Linked DNA regions of Dromaius novaehollandiae: region 2 is linked to region 1. The links are chromatin contacts, called in public Hi-C maps. All regions are on one chromosome and are shown on one strand. The core of a region is the stretch at or near the end of the contact, and the rest is flanking DNA. Distances in the headings are between cores, read along the strand shown.

Evidence for each region. A called contact is a pair of places that touch in the nucleus more often than the background predicts.
Region 2: a Hi-C map of ovary shows a contact between it and region 1, with 4 times the contacts expected there. The contact joins the promoter of PARP16 here to the enhancer-like site in region 1. A contact is called at or near these places in 2 of 4 Hi-C or Micro-C datasets (brain and ovary).

The regions. Positions count from the first base shown.
Region 1 is chr10:3,418,227-3,421,072 of bDroNov1.hap1, reverse strand. All of the region lies in intron 18 of IGDCC4 (immunoglobulin superfamily DCC subclass member 4), which reads right to left. Among named protein-coding and RNA genes, the nearest start is that of IGDCC3, 19 kb to the left of the region's middle. Within about 2 kb of position 1,427, at least 1 of the 2 cell types and tissues checked has open chromatin away from gene starts, as enhancers often do.
Region 2 is chr10:3,554,536-3,557,381 of bDroNov1.hap1, reverse strand. It overlaps PARP16 (poly(ADP-ribose) polymerase family member 16), which reads right to left and starts at 1,484. Exons shown (of 6, transcript XM_064517869.1): 1 at 1,157-1,484; 2 at 222-359. The coding sequence starts at 1,342.

The DNA.
Region 1 (2,846 bases), core at 178-2,677:
CGCTGCTAGCGGCAGGTGCTAGCCAGCCAACACGGCACAGGTTTCGGGAGAGTACCTCGAAGACGGAGGGCCAAGCAGGCAGGCAGGCAAGGTCACGCAGGCCTGTAGCTGCCAGCTTGGCAGCATCCCAGCCGCATCAGCCTGCCCAACTGTGGCAGCCCCCTCAGACCAAGGGTTTGTCCCAGCTGACATTTTGAGCTCTGTAGTGCTGTTAAATAAGAGAACCTAGAGACGTTTCTCACTCCTTTTCTTTACTAGGATTGCAAGTGCTAGTACCAGACCTGGAGCACCTGGGCAGCTTGCCTTTGACGGGAATTTCCTTCCACAGGCATTTGCTCTCTCCTGTGGCTCTACCACATTCCTTGCTATGGGTTTTCACAGCCTCAACCACACTCACAGCATGAGGAAAGGGAAGAGAAGACAAAACAGGCAGCTGGTCACTGTGGGGTACAAAGCTCCTGGCGGCACTCGGCTCCGTGCTGGTCCGCCGGGTACTTTCGGCAGGCTGGGAGAAACGGCCACAGGAAGCAGCCACTTGCACAGGAGAACCCAGGGACTCTGCAACACACACCTGGGCCTGGGCTAGAAGCGTTTTGTCTATGAACAGGGAGCTGCACACCCCCAGCTGCAGGCGAATCTGATCTGCATCTGCTGGGGGACCGGGCATGCCTGTACCAGTCCAGCTGTGCTCATGAGACCCGACTAACTCCCCAACCACGCAGCCAGGTCACTTGCATCACACACTCTGGGACATGTGGCCGCCTGACAACTCCAGCCTAAAGAAGTTTTTGGCCTGAGCCTTTTCACCCTTGAATATACATGTCAGAGAGTGAGGAGGATGGGGCAGCGGAGAAGGGAAGAAAAGACAGACAGACAGAAAGAGACAGACCGACCAACCAAACCCAGAAACCCAGACCCAAGAGCCATTTCACTTTTCCATGGGATGCTGCAAGTCAATGTGCAACCATTACAAAACAGCATTTTCCATCGCCTCGCAGAGTCTGTAGGATTCCTTCTACCTAGGATGGAAAATGACCCAGAGTATCTACCACCAGTGCGGCATTTCTGTCATTAAATGATTCCTCCGGTAGAGCACTGGCATATCTGCATTTTAGAGAGGAAGACAATCGTGTACTAATATATTTAGTGACTTAGCTAAGGTCAGCTAGTGAAGCAGTGCCAGAATTGGTAATGAAGCCATCCTCCGATGCCTCCCACCCCGCAGGCACCCTATGCCACTCCTGCTGGCAGGACTGCCACCTGCCTCCGGGCCCGGCTTCCCCAGCCTGCCTGCAGCCTGGTGCGCAGGGCTGGCTCCGGCTCCCGGCACTGCAGGTGGCACTTCCAGCCGGAAAGGGGCATCGGGAGCGCCAGGCTTCCTGCACGGGAGCACATCTCCCTCCAGCGCCCGCTCCCAGCAACAACAGCCTGTTGCTCCCAGCAGCCACTCTCCTGTCCTGCCTGGGCCGCACGGGTGACAACACTGCTCTCCCCGTGGCTGTGTGCGGCTGCTGCTCCGGGATCCTTGCTTTCCTATCGTGAGCCATCAAAAAACAAGCCCTTTATTCTGCTGGCAAAACTCCTCAGTGGATTTAACTCCCAGTAGCCTTTTCCCCCTCCAATTAGACTGATGGGCTAAATCCTTCTCCATCATGTCAATTTAGACATTAGCCAAGGAGGAGACTGGAAAGAACAGGTTTATGGAGAAAAACTGGTAAGAGGTGAACTCTGGAAGTTAGCAGTCCCCTCCGCTCCCCTGATGGCCATCTTCATTGCCATCACCTGGAGACTGGTTGCAGGGGAATGGCCTCCCCTGGGGCCAGGCAAGCTGGCTAAGCCTGGTCTCCCATGTCCTACCTCCTCTGCCGCGGAGGAAAGGCAAGGCGGGCGGCCCTCGCCCAGCCCAGATGTCTGTGAGCATCTGACTCCGCGGTGTGCTGGGGCTGGCCTGGCCCTCCTTCCAGAGCGGGACTCTCCTCCTGCCTGAACAGCGCTGCTGGGGGACTCCGGCTGGCGAGCGCCAAACCGAGGACAAGGCTGGAAAGCTCCTGGGGAGGCCGAGAAGCTACAGCCAGAACTGCCTCTCTGCCAAAGCGCTGATCTCTGAAGATAACCCTGCTGCCTGCCACGGCCAGCCTCCACGACGGACGCTGGGGGCCCCAAGCTCTCAGGCTAAGCCCAGGCCTTGACGCTGCCCTCCCCAGCCCTCGCTCCGCAGACTCAAAGACAAGATCCCTGCTTTGGAAGAGAGATCTGGATGTGCTACCCCTGGAAAGGCCTCCCAGGGGAGGGAATTTCCCCCCTCCCCAACCTGTTTGCAAGGTAAATCACCCTCACTGGAAACATTTGTTCCTTATTTAACAAAAAGGGCTGTAGGAAATTCCTCACACTCTTTGGCTTGGATCCAGAAAGGCAGCCACATTCCGCTGAAATCTACGGATGCGGCTTGGATGCTAACACACGAGCACCTGGGCTGGCTACGCCGCAAACCGGCTTCTGCAGCTGCGCACTGGTCTGACCCAGTTGGGATGGCCATGGGAACAGGTTCAGCCCACAGGACTGTCAAATGCAGGTGAAGATGCCAAATTTCCGAAAGGCCGCACCTCATCACCACCAGCAGCGAGGACCGGCCTGTCGGCACCGGGCTGTGACGCCTGTGGAAGCAGTGGACAACCTGAACACACCTTCCCACCAGCGGCAAGCGAGCGCGTCATCGATGCAAACATGAAATCCCATGCGCTCACAATGCATTTGTTTCACTGAACCTCCTAATTACTTTACATGCTCTCCCTGGGTTACAAAGAGAGACATAAACAGATTAACTAAATTAGGCCAATTAAAGGTTC
Region 2 (2,846 bases), core at 235-2,734, 140 kb before region 1:
CAGTTATTGCCAATCATTAACTACTGGCAGTGATAACTATTTCTTCTAACCAGCTTTCTGAAAAACTATATATGAAAAAAATTCTCTGTACACAGGAAAAACATGCATTCACACTGAACTTCAAACTCTTAGAATAACCAACTAACTTCTGGCATTCTCTGAAATGCAAGTTTGCCTTGAAAGGCAACTTCTAATCAAGACTTTCAGAATTTAAAACTTACCTCCTGCTTCTTAGTACTTTGTATCACCAAGATCTTAGATGACAAAATCCAGCTAAACAAATCCCAGGTCCTTTTCTCTGTGTTTGGAACAGATTCGAGAAGTTCTTTAAGGCTTGGTAAAGCATTTGTATCTGCAAGCTAACAGGAAAGGCTTTTAGTACAATTTCCTTCTTTTCATTACGATTAAACAGAGACCTCTAGTGAAAGTAAAACAGTATTTCACCCTAATAGCCTCTAACCTGAAAAACAGTTTGTTTTGAGATATAAATGTTTGCATTGACTTTGTGGGAAAGTCTGCCACATGTTCTCAGAACAAACGCCAGAGAAGTAATAAAATATCTGTATTTATCACGAGCATCTGTAAGGTACACGTAAGAAGGATCAGAGGAGCTCCTGGAAGAAGAAAAGCCAGGCAGTGTCCGAAGGGGGATAACCACAACAGCCGTTCAGGCCACTTAAAATACAGACCCTCCAGTTGCTTTTAATTACAGGCAGGCCAAGCCCCCTCCTACAACGCTTCCCATCTCCATACCGGATTTGGGAGTTTCCAGGTATGAGTTTATTAGCTAGAATCCCAAATTTACTTTAAAACCTGGGTTCCTTAAATGGATAAGCAATTTACTGAGCTTGACTTGTGACACCGAAATTTCACTTACCCCCCCGGAGAGGCAATCTCACCTCCCCCCAACTAGTCCCAGGCAAATGTGGCCTGAACTTGCCCATTCGCCCAGCAGCTTCACGCCGTTGTTCTCCTCACTCCTGCTCCGGCTCCAACCCCGCAAAGCAGGTTTTAAGCTGCGCGGCGGTGCGGAGTATTAGAAAAGCAGCACCGCCGCCGTCCTTGTCCCCAGGCCCGGGGCTCGCTGCGCTGCGGCCCTTCACGGACACGGAGGCGCCGGGCGGCGGGTGCGGGGCTGGGGCACGGTCACACTCACCAGCGCCTCGAAGTCCTTGCTGTCGCCGCTGGCGTAGCGGCCCGGGAAGGGCCTCAGCGCCGAGTCGCGCTTGTAGCTCTGCAGCGCGGCGGCGAAGAGGCTGCAGCGCAGGTCGGCGGCCAGGGGGTCCCTCCCCGCCGCCTCCCGCACGCGGGCGGCCGCCTCGGCGGGGCCGGGGGGGGCCATGCCCGGCGGGGGCGGCGGGCGCTGCCGGCAGCCGGGCCGCTCCCCACAGCGCGGCGGGCGGCCGGGCCCGCCCAAGCGGTGTCTCCTCTTCCGCCTCGCCGCCGCGGGCCGCGGCCTGGCGCCGCCGCTCCGCCCCGCTCCTCCCCTGGGCGGCCGCCTCCGCCCGCCCGGCCGCCCCGCGCAGGCGGCGCCTCGGGGCGGGAGGGTCGTGTCTCTTCGCCGCAGACAGGGAGGAGAGGGGCCGCGGGGGAAGATGGCGCCTTCCGCTCGGCAGTACCCTGGGAGAGGGGCTTGTGGGGAAGATGGCGCCTTCCCCTGGGGAGGGGAGCGGGAGAGGGAATTGGGGGAAGATGGTGCCTTCCCCTGAGCAAGGGAGTGGGAAAGGGGTTTGGGGGGGGAAGATGGTGCCTTCCCCTGAGGAGGGGAGCGGGAGGGGGAATTGGGGGGGGAAGATGGTGCCTTCCCCTGAGGAAGGGAGTGGGAAAGGGGTTTGGAGGGGGAAGATGGTGCCTTCCCCTGGGGAAGGGAGCAGTAGAGGGGCTTGGGGGGAAGATGGCGCCTTCCCCTGAGGAAGGGAGTGGGAGAGGGAATTGGGGGGGAAGATGGCGCCTTCCCCTGAGGAAGGGAGCGGGAGAGGGGCCCCGGGGGAAGATGGCGCCTTCCCCTGAGGAAGGGAGCAGGAGAGGGAATTGGGGGAAGATGGTGCCTTCCCCTGAGGAAGGGAGCAGGAGAGGGAATTGGGGGGGAAGATGGTGCCTTCCCCTGAGGAAGGGAGCAGGAGAGGGAATTGGGGGGGAAGATGGTGCCTTCCCCTGAGGAAGGGAGCAGGAGAGGGAATTGGGGGGGAAGATGGTGCCTTCCCCTGAGGAAGGGAGCAGGAGAGGGAATTGGGGGGGAAGATGGCGCCTTCCCCTGAGGAGGGGAGCGGGAGGGGGAACTGGGGGGGAAGATGACACCTTCCCCTGAGGAAGGGAACGGGAGAGGGGTTTGGGGGGAAGATGGTGCCTTCCCCTGAGGAAGGGAACGGGAGAGGGGTTTGGGGGGAAGATGGTGCCTTCCCCTGAGGAAGGGAGCGGGAGAGGGAATTGGGGGGGAAGATGGCGCCTTCCCCTGAGGAGGGGAGCGGGAGAGGGAATTGGGGGGGAAGATGGCGCCTTCCCCTGAGGAAGGGAGCGGGAGAGGGAATTGGGGGGGAAGATGGCGCCTTCCCCTGAGGAAGGGAGCGGGAGAGGGAATTGGGGGGGAAGATGGCGCCTTCCCCTGAGAAGGGAAGTGGGAGAGGGAATTGGGGGGAAGATGGCGCCTTCCCCTGAGGAGGGGAGCGGGAGAGGGAATTGGGGGGGAAGATGGCGCCTTCCCCTGAGGAAGGGAGCGGGAGAGGGAATTGGGGGGGAAGATGGCGCCTTCGCCTGAGATCCACACCTTTCTGTAGGGATCGCTATTGATAGGTTGTAGTAAGTGGCGGAGAGGAGAGCGATAGGTGGCGAGGGGTGAGATAGACGGG